Linked DNA regions of Mus musculus: region 2 is linked to region 1. Evidence: chromatin contacts called from public Hi-C data. All regions are on one chromosome and are shown on one strand. The core of a region is the stretch at or near the end of the contact, and the rest is flanking DNA. Distances in the headings are between cores, read along the strand shown. Region 1 overlaps Strbp (spermatid perinuclear RNA binding protein). Region 2 overlaps Nek6 (NIMA (never in mitosis gene a)-related expressed kinase 6).

Evidence for each region. Hi-C and Micro-C count contacts between places; a contact is called where the count stands out from the background.
Region 2: a contact with region 1 is called in a Hi-C map of rod photoreceptor, with 3 times the contacts expected there. The contact joins two enhancer-like sites.

The regions. Positions count from the first base shown.
Region 1 is chr2:37,582,120-37,589,385 of GRCm38.p6, forward strand. It overlaps Strbp (spermatid perinuclear RNA binding protein), which reads right to left. Exons shown (of 18, transcript NM_001379315.1): 17 at 4,391-4,435; 18 at 1-1,987. The coding sequence ends at 1,911. Among named protein-coding and RNA genes, the nearest start is that of Gpr21, 69 kb to the left of the region's middle. Within about 2 kb of position 4,567, at least 5 of the 459 cell types and tissues checked have an H3K27ac peak or open chromatin away from gene starts, as enhancers often do. A contact at or near this core is called in rod photoreceptor, where this site is marked.
Region 2 is chr2:38,567,620-38,574,885 of GRCm38.p6, forward strand. Nek6 (NIMA (never in mitosis gene a)-related expressed kinase 6) reads left to right here. Exons shown (of 10, transcript NM_021606.3): 6 at 1,228-1,336; 7 at 2,009-2,116. Among named protein-coding and RNA genes, the nearest start is that of Gm35808, 38 kb to the left of the region's middle. Within about 2 kb of position 4,497, at least 16 of the 459 cell types and tissues checked have an H3K27ac peak or open chromatin away from gene starts, as enhancers often do. A contact at or near this core is called in rod photoreceptor, where this site is marked.

The sequences.
Region 1 (7,266 bases), core at 3,317-5,816:
TTATGAGGCAGAGTCAGAGACTGCAAAAGTCTTTTCTAAAGAGAAATCTCAAGGCAGATTCCAGCCTAGAGTCCAAATTTGATGGTCAATTTCAAATAACAATACAACTGCAACTGCCAATTAATAGTATTTCAAAAACAGAACCATTGTAAATATTTAATTAATTAAAAACTAGATACTAGCAGCCATGCTTTTTCTTCTCAGTGATGGCTCTGTTTCATCCATAGGTCAGCAAAACAAACCAATGAACATGAAAATTCCCAGCTGAAAAGGGCCCTGCTCCATTATGTCTTGCCACTAACACACATGATGAGAATGACAAGTTAAAGCTATTTTCAGCAAGTGACAAGGTTTTATTAAAGTATCACCCACCACTATTAGAAAACAAAGGTCAAGGAAAGGAACAAATGACTGTGTGATACACATCTGAGCAGTATTTGTGCCCGCAGGCTCATCTCGCATTCCCTTCCAAAGGAGCCTGGTACATTAAGTTTAGTAAGACCACTTTCAAGTGATGGGCACTGCTTGAAGTTTTGAAAAGGAATTTAACAGAAAAGTAGTTACTTCCTAAATCATTTTTAAGAATAGTGACTTGTGTCTGCAGAGGACTACACTTGTGCCTGAATGGGGGTGAGTACCTTAATGAAACCATTACCTTCTAGTAACATCATCAGCTTTCCAAACATGGTGAGAATGCAAGGAAGGACTTGGGTCTGCACCCTTCACAGACCAGCACAATGTTACTGGCTCCCAGTTTCTACCAGTATAATCAGGTGTCTTAAAAGTAAATGCTGACCCATGGCTGAAATCTGTCACTTTTCACAGCAGCACTCAACAAGAACTGGGACAATCAGAGAGCGAGTTTTTATGGGGATCCTGTTGCTGCTTTAGATTCTGATATCAAAGAAGAGGAAAGGAGACTCTTCAAGGAATTCCAAAAAAAAAAAAAAACCTGCTAATCATCTATCTACATGGAAAAAGTCAAGGAGTGAACACAGAGTCTTACAGAGTGAAGAAGGCCACAAGAACAAAAGAGGGTGATTGATTAATTTATTTTTTTAACTTGGAAATTCGTAAACTAAAATAATCACAATCCTCCTTCCCCATCTTTGGATGGTGCCATCATTTTAATAAGCAATGCTGGAATAACAGAATGTAACCTTATCATGGGGATGCTCTTGTACAAATGGAGTACAAAGAGCTTACAAAATGAATAGATTGAGAAATCATCTTTGCTTTGTTTTAGCAGCTTGCTTACAAATAAATGGGTTTCTAGGGCCAAGTTATTACTAGTTTTCAATTCCTTGAAATTTGATACCAAAACATATCAAAAATAATAAGATAAAACAATATTCAAACCCATATTTTATTGGCTTTAATTACACACTTCGTTATTTACAAAGTTAAAGTTTAAATGAAAAGTTTCTACTGTATTTAAAAAAAAAATAACTACAGCCCAAATTCAAGTGCCCTGGAGTAAGCACATATCACTCAGCTACCAATCAGTGACTGCATCAGGAACCAGGCAGTACTCTGTGTTACAACAAAGCAGTTTATTTGTAATCAGTGTTGAGACTCTATACATCCTTCACAAATTTAACTTTACATAATCTGATACTCTCTTAAAACGTCAACTTTGAGCTGCTAGACTTCCCTACAACGAAGGGGCTGGTATAAATTATTTCCAGGAATGAGGTACCGTTTCACAGAACTGGTTTCTTTTGTTTGTTTTCAAGTTTTAGAGAACTGAATTTGCATTTGTTAAAATCAAAAAGTAGGAAAGATGTTCTTTACAAATAATTTTGATCAAGTAAGTATGTGTTCAAAGAAAGCAGGATAAAAAGGCTTTTTCTCTAACATTCTGCATTGTACTGTATTGTTGTTCAATAGGAATGAGCTTCTGTCATTTACTAAAAGAATGAGTAGTGGGGAACAGGATATGTTGGGAATTTCATAACGGGTAACAGAACCATTCTCTTGGGCAAACCTACAGAGAAAAGAAACGGAGAGGACTCCAATAAAAATTTCAGGTTAAAAATTCTTACAGTAATTATCATTAACCATTTCCAGATTAGTCAGTCCACTTCATACCATTTTGGAAGAGGCCCACAAATCTCTCACAAATCAATTGCTCTTCTATCTTGATACATAATGTTTTCTGCTCTAAAATAAAAAGCCTGTATTATAGAATGACACTCAGAATGACATCTGAGTGAGCAGGCATGAATTCTAAAGATGTAAAGCAATGGTAGTGATTAACATTTTTGTCCTAAAGTGACTCAAGAAATACATATGGCACATGACATTTTAAAGGAAAAAATATGTCAAGATATAAGGTTTTCTGTGTGGGCCTCAACTCCCAGAAAGACAGCTTCAATCAAGGCACCACCAGGTATTTGTCATCTCAGTGGCTACCATTAATTTGGCATGGCAAATCTGGAAAGATTAATTGTTTACTTAATTTGTAATTAATACGTTCTTGTGGCCTCACAAACTCCTGCATACTAAGGAGGATTTGAAATCTGCCCCTGCCTTTATGCTGATGTTTACCCTAGGAGAAATCACAAAGCAGCAACAGCAGGTATTCAAGAGCACCAGATGATCAGAGGGAGATAACCCCACATGCAACAGCTTTACAAAGGCCAAAAGACATATTTACCTTACAGCCAAAATAAAGCATTGTTTTAGTAGATTTGCATCACAGTAACATTTAAAAACCCAATCTTTTATGTGAAAAATGGGGCATCAAATTACACCAGCTTTGGAAGTCAGTATATGGCACATGGAAGAGAGGCGCCTTCTGAGGCTCAGAAGCCACAGGGTGAAAGAATGTTAAGGAAGGACCAGAAAAGAAAAATTAAAAAGACTTGAGGAAAACATGGATGTAACTGAAGAGTCTAAAACCCAAATTTTTTAAAGAAAGTCTCTAGCAATGCTTTAGTAGAATTCATCTTGTTATTTTGTGACTGGCACACAGACTCAGGTATAGCAAGTAAGTCAAGTGTGCTACGCCTAGGTTAATCAGCTGGCCCCAATTTGTCAGGATGAGGTGTTCAGGACATTAAGAAGCTGGAGAAAGGGCAAATGCCAATGGTCAAAACAAAAAGAGCCAGTCTGAATTCAGAAGGAAATATAGATAAAAACAAATACTAATCCTGAACTCCCACATCTGTGATTCCTATAGTTCAGAATATGGAGAAGCCTGGGTCACATGAGTGGGCGAGGGATACAACCAGGCAAAGGACTTAAATCTGGGCTCTGCATTTTGCCCAAACAAAACTTCTTGAACACATTTGAACCTTGCCAAACTATTCAAATTCTACACTTCAGTATAGCAATGTCTTAAGGACCTATAATTGTCATCAAAATAAAAATGGTAAAGCTGATGTGTGAAGAGGAAAAGGCACAATGTGAAGGCTCATGTAGAGGATCCATGCCACAAACAGCAATGCATGAAGGACCTTTGCCTTCCGTGTGCATGCACACCTGGTTGGGCTGTGTGGACAGACAGACAGACACACGCTCACACACACACCCTTTGCTCTCTTTCTCAGTGACAAGCATCCTATAGATGATGGCTGATTCCGTAACATAGAGCACCTGAGTTACAAAAAATGTCTAAGAGCATATCACTGACTCCAAACCTACTGCCTCCATTGCCACATAAACCTCATTCAAAAGTTATCCAAAGGGCCATTAGGATTCATTCACATATCTGCTGGTATTTTTTATTTTGACAAAAAAACTAACCAACCAACCAACCAAAAAAAAAAAAAAAAAAAAAAAAAAAAACCAAGCAATAGGCCTAGGATTTTCTAGCATCAGCTACTAACTTTCTGCAAAAAACTGACTTTCTGCAAAAAAACAGGTAACATTGGCAATGAAACCCATTATCTCTGTGGGACTAATGACATCTATCTATTCCCAAAGCAAAAGGTATAGCAAAGACTAATGGGTACAAATTTGAAATGATGACTTTGTTTTCTTGACTCAAATCACCCACATTCATAAAGTTCTATACACAAACTAACAATGTGGCCATGTAACTGGCAGGTGGTTGGGCTAGAAACTGGAGTGTGGCCCTTCAGTAGCCTTTGAATGGAGTATAGGCTGGCTGTAAGAATAATTACTTCAAATATATAATTTCAATATGGTCAGAAACAGGCAATAAGAACAAGCAGTTCTCCAATCAGGCAAAGCAGAGAGAAGAGCAACTTCGACCAAACCAAGAACCACAAGGTTGTGGCATTTTCAGAGGGAATTTAAGTTGGGCCCCTTGAATGATCAGATCTGAGATCCTCGAACATGTTTACTGAAACTCTGGGTACAATGTTTTGAGTTGCTGTGACAAATTTGCTAAGAGGAGGAATCAGTAAGGAAGTGTACATACCATATGCAGGGGCAGCTGTGCTGTAACCATATGGGGTTCCGTAACCTGGTGTAAAGAAGAGGGCAGCAATCAGTCCAGGCCCAATTGTCAAACACAACCTGGAGACCTGCAGACTCTGGAAGGCTAATAACACACTACAGAGTAGTCCTAGTCCTGCTTAGTTGCAGAAGCCTCCTCACACTGTGACCTACACAGATCTTCTTAACTTACTTATCCTCCCCATCTGCTCTTGTTCATCTGTGTTCTCTCCTCTCTCCCTTTTCTTTCTCCTCCCTTTCTTCTTTTATTCCTCCTCCATCTGTACTTCTACGCTGTACTATAATTTATGTACTTGTCTCTATGCCCCACTAAAGTGGCAGACATCAAATTTTATCTTTGCATCACCTATACCTAACATAATAAACAACTGTTAACCAAAATAATACTTAGAACCATTGCAATTACCAATTTCCTAAAAATGGAGCACAGGACTTCCCATGGCTCCTTTTAGAAAACAATGCCAGAGCATGCTGTAGCCTGAAATGCCGCTAAAGAGAATGCATGGGTCAGGTCATTAGCCCAGTGATAAGGGACATTACTTAAAGCATCTGAACACCAAGTCCTAACACAAAGTCTCTCCCTGAAAGTTGGTAACTTGATAGATCAGTTTCTCTTAGATATGTGTGTGTTTGTGTGTGTGTGTGTGTGTATTATAAGTAAAAACTACTAATAAGAACACAAATGTTTTTGAATTAGTTAATTCTCACAGTAATTGCTCACATATCCTTATACAAAAGAGCACCTAATTTGCCATATTCCCATCTTTTCAATTGGTAAACCCAGGCTTCTTTATAGTGTTCCAGTAAAGTTGTTTGTTTGTTTTTCGAGACAGGGTTTCTTTGTATAGCCCTGGCTGACCTGGAACTCACTTTGTAGACCAGGCTGGCCTCAAACTCAGAAATCCGCCTGCCTCTGCCTCCCGGGTGCTGGGATTAAAGGCGTGCACCACCATGCCTGGCTGTTCTGGTAAGGTTTAGCTACACCATGTTAACAAAAACTGTAATTTTCTGGGGTCTTTCTGGGCAAACAACCTAAAATTATATAAATATGAAATGGTTTGGCCAAGTTCCAGGGGAAACACTGTAACTTGTCTCTTAACTATGACAAAGTGCACAACAGTAATCCAAGCACCACAAATGCTGAGGCAGAAGGATCCAAGTTTGAAGCCAGGTTACGTAGGCTTCATGCAGTAAGGTTCCAGGGCATCTTAGACTATAAATCCCGTCTGAAAATAATATACAGAAACAAAGCAGCCTGGGTGTGGTGGCTCAAACCTTAAATATCAGAGTTGGGAGGCAGAGGCAGGTGGATCTCTGTATATACAAGGTCTATAACCTAACAAATTCCAGGTCAGCTAGGGCTATACTAAGATCCTGACTAAAGGTACAATACCTCATTAACACTACATAAATACTTACTGAAATCTAGATTTTTTTTTTTTTTTAATCTCAACTGTTTGTTCTGGAACTATTTATGTTTATGCTGATCAGAACAGCTTATCATTGAGACTAGAATCAAGTATCAACTCCCCAGGACTACTACCTCCTCTTTTTCCCTATATTGCATCATGCTCAGTCAAACATCAGTTCCTTGCCTCATCTGACCCTGAGCATTCACTGGGCCACAGGTTAGCTCTTAGTCACCTTTGCTCAGTTTTTATAAAGCACTAAAGTGTATGACAGAGAGATGACCACTTTTCACTTTGCACTACATTTAAACTATTTAACTGGGGACTCAATCACAGTCCATACTAAAACTGTAGATTTCAAAAGGATACAGCAATAGCTAAGATAAACATAAGGAAAAGCAGAGAGTAGCAGAGGGCAAAATAAAACTTTGTGTTTTCATATTTTATAAATGTATTCCAGGGAATGAAAGCTATTTCCTTAAGCTACAATGTCAAAAATTTTAATAAAACCTCCTGAAAGAAATGAAACTACTAGTTAAGTTGGCCATTGATCAGGTCACTAAGATTCTCTGAGCCTCAGTGTTATACACAGCAGCTAAATAGACAAGAAAGTTAAAGTATATATAAAACACCTATGCCAGTCCCCAAAACAAATGACAGAAATTCATTCAAGATCTAGATTAACATAAAGTTAATTTTTTGTCCAATAAAAGAATTATTTTCTTTTTGGTCTGGTTAATTTTTTTTAAAGCTTCAGAAGACAGGCCTTGTACAGAGGTCAAAGTAATGGTTTAAGACAAAAGCCCTTTATGAACAGAAGCTGACAATAAGGATACACACATAATCCCTCTCATCACTATACTAAACATAGCTCCATAACCCTGAGGCAGGAAGCAAATAACAGAAGATCTGGCAATGGTAGATTGTTACCAGACTTGAGCCCCAAAGGAACACACTACCAAAACACAGGCTCATCTCAATAACCATTCCCAAATAAGTCTAAAGCTATTAATTTTCAATAAAGAAAGTATAGAAAAGTATCTTAATGTTAGACACAAAATGAATTAAAAAAAAATCCATGCCTATTTCCTTTCACACATATTTTAGTATTCCTTATTCCCATGAAAAAGCACAATTGAACCCCTAGTTCATCTAGCTGAAAGCCATGACAGCATCCTTCAAACTTTTTACTCTTCAGTCTAAATACTTCATCTATGAACAATGCTGCTTTCAATAATTTGTTCACATCTTTTTATCCATCTACCAGTTTCCACCACAGTAACACATCTACCACAGCCTTCAAAGCTTGTGCCATTATGCCCATTATGTCATTGCATCTCCTCTTTGCCCTATAGGAGGAGGAATATTTATAAATAACATCTGATTTTGCTGTTCGCTCCTTCAAACCCCTGATGACTTTCCACTGTAC
Region 2 (7,266 bases), core at 3,247-5,746, 990 kb after region 1:
GCCTGTACGCAGCAGGGCTTTCCTGCACCTCTGTTTCCTCCCCAGGCTAGGCAGGTGCCCTGGTAGTTAGTTCCTGGCTTCCTACACTGGAATAGCTGCTTGGCACTGGCCACAGTGCTGCCTCTTGCCACTAGAACCACAGCTTGGTGATGAGGTAGCCGAGGTGCTAGCCATTGCCCTACACCTCAGTACAGGCCTGCTGCGCACACCCCTATACACACACACACACACACACACACACACACACACACTGTCTCAGGATTTGTTCCTGCATTATCCTTCCAGAACCTTCTGTTCAATTCTCTTTCAGTGCAGCCTGGAGAGTTGTTTCTTGACTTTTTTCTTTCTTTCTTTTTTTTCCCCCCTGGGGGTTCCAATGTGGTTTACTAGGTGTCCTGGCTAATTTTAAGTCAACTTGACATAGGCTAAAGAAATCTGAGAGGAGGGAATCTCCACTGAGAAAATGCAGCCATTAAATTCTGCCGTGGGTGGGCAAGACTGTAAGGCATTTTCTTAATTAGTGACTGATGGGGGAGGGCCTAGCCCATGATGGGTGGTTCTGTCCCTGGGCTGGTGGTCCTGGGGTCTATAAGAAAGCAGGATGAGCAAGCCAGTAAGCGCCACCCCTCCATGGCTTCTGCATCGGCTCGTGCACACCAGTTCCTGCCCTGACCGCCTTCCATGACAGACTATGATATGGAAGTAGTGGATAAAATAAACACTTTCCTCCTAAACTTGCTGTGGTGTTTCATCACAGCAATGGAAGCCCTGACTAAGACAGTAGGCAAGGAGGTAAATAAATTAGTGCCTGCTGAAACCAAGGGTCTGTTTGACGAAGTTAAGTCCTTCTCCTCAAGGGTTACTGTGCCTTTAGCAGTCACATGACACTGAGATTTAACGACTGAGGACATGGGGACAACAATGACTATCTATCTCTCAGGCCTGGTTCTCCTCCCACGCCAGGCTCGGACTGATGCTGAGAGTCCTTAGTCTCCCCAGGCCCCTGTGAGCAGGTCACTGAGAGGCTCTTCCTTGGGCTTCCCTCTGGCCAGGCTCTGACCTCATGGTCCATTTCATCTGGGGCCCCCTGAGCTCTGCTGGGCTGAAGAGAGGTGCTGACACAACATCCCGGCCCCTCACTGTTTGCTTGGCCTTTGCTGGTGTGATCACCGTGTCACCCTTGCTGGAAATATGCTCACCCAGGCCTGTCTGTCTGTCACCCCACAGTATTTCAAGAAGCAGAAGCGGCTTATCCCTGAGAGGACCGTGTGGAAGTACTTCGTGCAGCTGTGCAGCGCTGTGGAGCACATGCACTCCCGACGTGTGATGCACCGAGGTGTGTGCCCCTCCTTGGCCCGGGACTCCAGCTCTGAGCCTTCGAGCGCCCCAGGAGCTGCCCTGAGAATGAGGCCATTTAGGCCATGCAGGGTATCCAGTAGCTGCACTCACATCTGTCCCATTCGAGGACCCACCTGGGAGGGCGGGGGAGTCTTATCTGATGCCCGATAGTCATCACTTAAGCTTCAGGGAATGGGACCATCACAGCATGCTGACTCCACTCATCCCAGATGTGGCCAAACCTGGTGCTGAGGCCAGTTTTGCCCAGAGAAAGTTTCCCATGGGCTTTGATATCTTGGTAGGCATTGGCTAAGCAAGCTATACCCCCACCCTACCCCAGAAAGTGCTTTGAGGAGGTATTTCAGGTTGTGAGGAAGCCTGTCGAAGGTGTCTTTGAGTTGCTTTCACCTGTGTGAGACCCTGCCCTAGTCACTGCAGTGCAAAGCTTACTGACTGTCAGACAGTGTCTCCCGTGCGGTGACGCTCGTCTGGCACAGGGGAGGCAGCTGTACAAAAGGAGACAGTAGTATAGAAGTCTCTGCTCCCCACTCACAGCCAACCTGTGACATGGGGGAGGGGGATAGTCATGTTACAGATGAAGTAAATGAGCCTCCTCCCATCCCTTCTAAGCCTGCTCTCCCCACACCAACCCTGTGTCCTTGCCCTGCAGACATCAAGCCCGCCAACGTGTTCATCACAGCTACGGGCATTGTGAAGCTTGGTGACCTCGGCCTGGGCCGCTTCTTCAGCTCGGAGACCACTGCGGCCCACTCACTAGGTAAGAGGCCTATGTCCCACCTACCCGCAGCCCCTGTAGGCCTGGGTGACCCAGCCGGAAGGGCATCCATTCTCCTGGAACTATTTGTAGTGTGTGGGAAGATCTTTTTTGAGTCTTAAGAGTTCACCCTTGCTTTGGGATAGATCCAAAGTAGAGGAAACTGAGGCCCAGAGGGGCCACTGCAGGGGGGAAGGGGGATCTCCCCATATCCCCAAGTCATCTCTCTAGTACTTCCTGGAAGGCCAACAGACCCTGTCATATAGAATGGACTGCATCTGCCTGGCTTGTGGTCCTTTTGCTGTGCCCAATTGGCCCTGTGACCTACTCCCCAGGTAGATCTGCTTGTAAGACTGAAGAGGCAGTCTTGGGGGCTGGGGCTGGGTGGTTGGATTGTGGAGGAAGAACATCTGGGAAGGCCCCCGAGAAGGAGCCATGTCCAGTTGTGGGAGCTGTGCATGAGCTTGGGGTGATGCCAATAAGCAGGTGTTGGAGAATGGGTACAGGCCTTGATGTCCCTGTTGGGAGTGTGAAGAGGGGCTTCAGGTTAGGTGGGGCTGTGTGGGCTTCGGAGTGTGTGCCGGAGTGTGTGCCGGAGTGTGTGCCGGAGTGATGAAGATGGAGCTGCTGCTCTTTAATTAGTTTAATGGAGCCAGCATAACCACAGAGACAGCAGGGTTTCACCAGGAATCCATGAGAGGCCGGGGTCTCCCAGCTTCTCCCAACATCTCTCAGGGATCACTAGGGGAGACAGAGGAGACCCGGAGCCAGCCTGTGACCTGTGGCCACCTCCCAGGGAAAAAAAAAAAAAAAAACCTCTGGCTCTACTCATTTCCATGCCACCCCACAGCTCCAGTCTGGGTGTCTCCCATCACCACACAACTGGGTGCCTGTAGCCAGCCATGAGCCATCAGCAGCTTCTGGTGGCAGCATGGGTGCTCTGTGGGGAACTCTCCTCTGGAAACTGTCACCGTTCATTCAGGTCATGGTGGCTCAGACTCAAGGCACGCACTTGTGAGATGTGAGCCAGCTGGTTGCAGGAGTGTGACGAGGCCTGGGCCTCCACTCAGCCCTGGGAATACCTGGGCTGGCCTCTCCCTCGACTCCTGTGGTCCTCAGGCCCCTAGGAAAGGCTTTGTAGGGCCATACCCAAGGACCTGAGGATGCTCTGTCGCATCTCCACTGGCCTTCAGGGTACACAGGATCTAGACACTGGAACTCAGGAAGTTGGTCTATTTCAAGGTCACACAGTGTCCAATCCACATGCTGACCTCTCCTGTGTAGTGCCTACTTCTTCATGAGGTCAGGGCCAGGAGTCTCCTTCGGGGATTCCCCAGTTACTGACTCTGACGAGAAGGAAGCCTCAGTTTCCCAGTCTGTTCCAACCTGTTTACTGAGGTAGGATGCTTTTTCTTTGTGGTGTTGGTGACAGAACCCAGGGCCTCCTACAGGCTAGGCAGGTACAAGCTCTCTACCCCTAATAAATGTTCCTCAGCCCCTGTCTGGCTAAAGAGTTTCGAAAAGGTCGGAACTCGGAGGGAAGCTGTCAGAGAAGAGCCTAGGCACTGCCTCCTGGGCCTGTCAGTCAGGCCCAAGCCCCACTCTGTCCTGTCTTGGAGAAGATGGCTGCAGTGGCTAGTCAGAGCTGGTTAAGATCGCCTTGTTAGGGATGACAGAGACCCGGCTCCTCTGACAGTGTGATTTTATCTGCTCGGACTACTGCACTTATTACATTAATGAGAAGGAACTGGGACTTGGAGGAGGCTACCCTCACGTGCCAGGCACCTCCTGAGGCCTCCTGAGCGTAGACCCTGTGTGATGGGTGCAGGTTACCTCCCAGGTCCAGCCCTGCTTCAGGCCATGGGCACCAGACTCCAGGAGGCACCATGGAGCTAAGGGTGCTCCACCAACCTGCGCTTGCCAAACCAGCTCTGGCAGCTGAGGCCTGTCCTCTGTGCCTACCGTGGAGGTTGACAGTCAGACCCATAACCTGGGACCAGAAGTCTCCAAGCTCCAGGAGAAAGCACCCTTTTACTACCAGTTCTGTATACAGCTAAGTGCACACAAGTCTAGTTGGGCAAGAAAAGGAGTTAATTGCTATCACACCATAACACAGGAAGGATGTAGGGGCCCTTCACACCCTGTGTGTGACTATGAATTATTCATCTTCTGCATCTAATGTGCACCTACTATGTGGGGATGCTGGGGCAGTTAGTCACATTGTCCTGGCAACCTCCTCATCTACTAAAGCTGCTGACCCGGAGCCGGGCTTATGCAAATCCCTTCTCTGCCTTCCCTCCCTGGCCCCTCCTTATGCTTGTATTTGCTAACAGGAGGCTGGCATGAAAGGGCATTAGTCAGTGCCATGGTCGGGCTGACAGGTGCGGTACCCAGCGGTGGCAGAGTGGCTGCCTCGGTGTCAGGAATAGGAGCCGTAATTAGAGCTCGGAACAGAATGAGCGTCAGACGAATTACCAGGCAGCAGATCATATTTGTCAGGAAGGATTGCATACATAAAAATTAAGTGACAGTACACGCCGGCATAATGAAAGAAAAATGAAAGATTTGCCTATACACAGCTCACAAGCTACAAGCAAGTGTCTCGCTCCAAGCAACGGCAGCAGCTTCGAGACAAATGGTGGGTCTGGAGAGCAGGAACGCAGGCCTTGCGCTTGGCAGCGGTGACAGTGGTGACAAGGCGCCTCGGGCTGAGACTGGACGGGGCAGGAAGGGAGGTTGCTCATACCCAAGCCCCTTGTGGGGATGCCTGGTCTCTCTGGGATTGGGCAAACAGAGCCCATTGAGGATAACCCCGTAAGAGACAAGCAGTCAAGGGGGACGGCCTGGCTTGGCCCTGTGCCATGCTGGGATGTGTGACCCAGCAGGCTTCCCTGCCCTCAAGGGGCCACAGACTGACAGAGGTGAGCTGGTTAGAGGATGGGTGGATCGCTTTCCCAAAAGCCAGAGTGTGCATGCAGATGTCGACTGAGGGAGTCTAAATTCCAACTGGAAGGTCACAGTGTCACCCAGGATCTGCAGCCACCCTGTACTTAAGTGTCCACTCGTTCACTATAGGGACAAATCAGAAGAAGGTGGGGCTTTAAAAATATTTAAGAAACATTTTGCTTTTCTAAGATGGCGTCACACCCAGGACTTTCATCTCGTTTGGCTGAGAAGGAGACTGAGGCTGAGAGAAGGGAGCCCACATCAGCATGAGGGCAAGAGATCACCCATATCCAGGTGGCCTTCAAAAGAGCCACCAGCCTACAGTGTGGCAGTGGGCTTGGGTCGTGGGTAGCCAGAAGACAGGTGGGGAGAGGGTCCTACCAAGCTGTCTGGTACAGGGTCACCTGGTGGGGAGTAGAACTCTCCTTGCCATATGCCAGTGCTACCATGTGTGTGACCCTGCTGTGCGTGACCACAACGTGTCACACATTTTTTAGAGAGACAGACATCTCTAGGGATGAGCCCTCATTAGTGAGAATTCATCATGGACCAAACTGCGTTCTGATCCTCGCTTTCCATTGTCCAGATGGGAGAACCAGCTGCCAAGCATGAGGTCTCACTGATGAGGAACCAAGAACGAAACATCTTGGCCTTTGGCTAGAGAGTGGTCAGAGCAGGTCACACACACAGCTCTGCCTGCCATCCATGCTGGAGCCCAGGCTTCGGCCCCACCCCGTGGACGATGCCACAGTGGGTTTTCAAGGTGTGTGACAGAAGCACCACCTGGGGAAGGGCAGCTTGCAGAGACACCAGACTCTTATGTGAAGTCTGCCTTTTTCATGTCTAATGTTTCAGACAGGTGAGCCGGGTCACTTGTGTGTTTTGACAAGAGTCATGCGTGTTGTGGGAGGACTCTTTGGTTGGCCTTCCACTTTGAGGCCCATGGTCTGTGGCTTCTGCCAGTTTTGCAATCCTCGTTTCTGGGATAAAGACCTGGGTAGGCCATGCTGGGTGACTCCTCTTTCTTCTGCACTGCCTGACCCCCTGCCCTGAGGAGGGACTTAGACCAGGCAGGGCCAGCTCTGTGCACCTGTGAAACTGCTTGGTGCAAGATGGACAGTGTCTGCTGGATTGGAACCACTGTCCAGGAGATACCCCCTCCTGCCAGTTTCTCTCCAGGTTCCCCCAAATCACCATCCGTGGGGTCTGGAGGCCTCCTCTAATGGCCTGCTGCAAGCCCAGGTTTCTCTGAAGTCTGTTGTTCAGTCCGTTATACACAGTGATGTGTTATGTTCCGTTGTGTTTGTCGTCAGTAGAAAATCCGGGTAAAGTGGCATAGCTGGAGGATGTGCTGTGCTCCCCAGCTTCAGACTCTCCCACAAAAAGTTGTACAAGCCCCACCTCCATAGTACACCACCTTTAAGAGTCACAGACTGAGGAAGCCTGGGTCAGGGGACCAGAGGGTACAGTGCCCTCCAAAATGGGCCAGCCTGTCCTCAGCCGTACTTCATGATTCATTCTCAGGTGAAGCAGAGAGGCGAGTAAGGCATGACTGCTCCTCTCAGGCAGCAGTAATGTGCTTCCAGAAGCTTTCCAGAGAGACAAGAGGCCAGACTCCAGGCCCAGATAGTGCTGCTTGACTGGCCCTTCACTAGAACCAACCCTTCCTGGTGGCTATGCCAGGGTCTCTGCCTAGTAAAGGCCGGTCCTGACTCATGATTAGCTCGCCCCTGCTGGACACACCCTGGGATGGGCAACTCTCACCTGAGAATCCACCCAGAATAGGGTCAGCTTGGGGCCACCACAGCTCCTCCAACACTTCGTAGAGAAAAGCAGGGAGGAGGGTATAGGGACAGACAGATGGATGTGTGGGTGGGCTCTGATAAGCAGGTCACAGATGAATGGATAGTCAAGGGCAGACAAGTGGATGGATGACATGTAGAAGGCATCTTGGAATAAAGTTCCTCTCTGGGCATGGTGTATACATCTGTAATTCCTGCACAAGAGGCAGAGGCAGGAGAGCCATAAGTTCAGGGTCAGCCTGGGCTGCCTAGTGAGAAGCTATGTCACAAATCAAGGGCTGGAAGTAATAGGTCAGGGATAGAGCACCATGAAGTCCTGATTCCAACACCCACACTGCAACAAAACAGGAAGTGAAAGCTGCAGGTAGAGTCTCTTGAGCTCAAGGCCAGATTGTTCTGCATAGA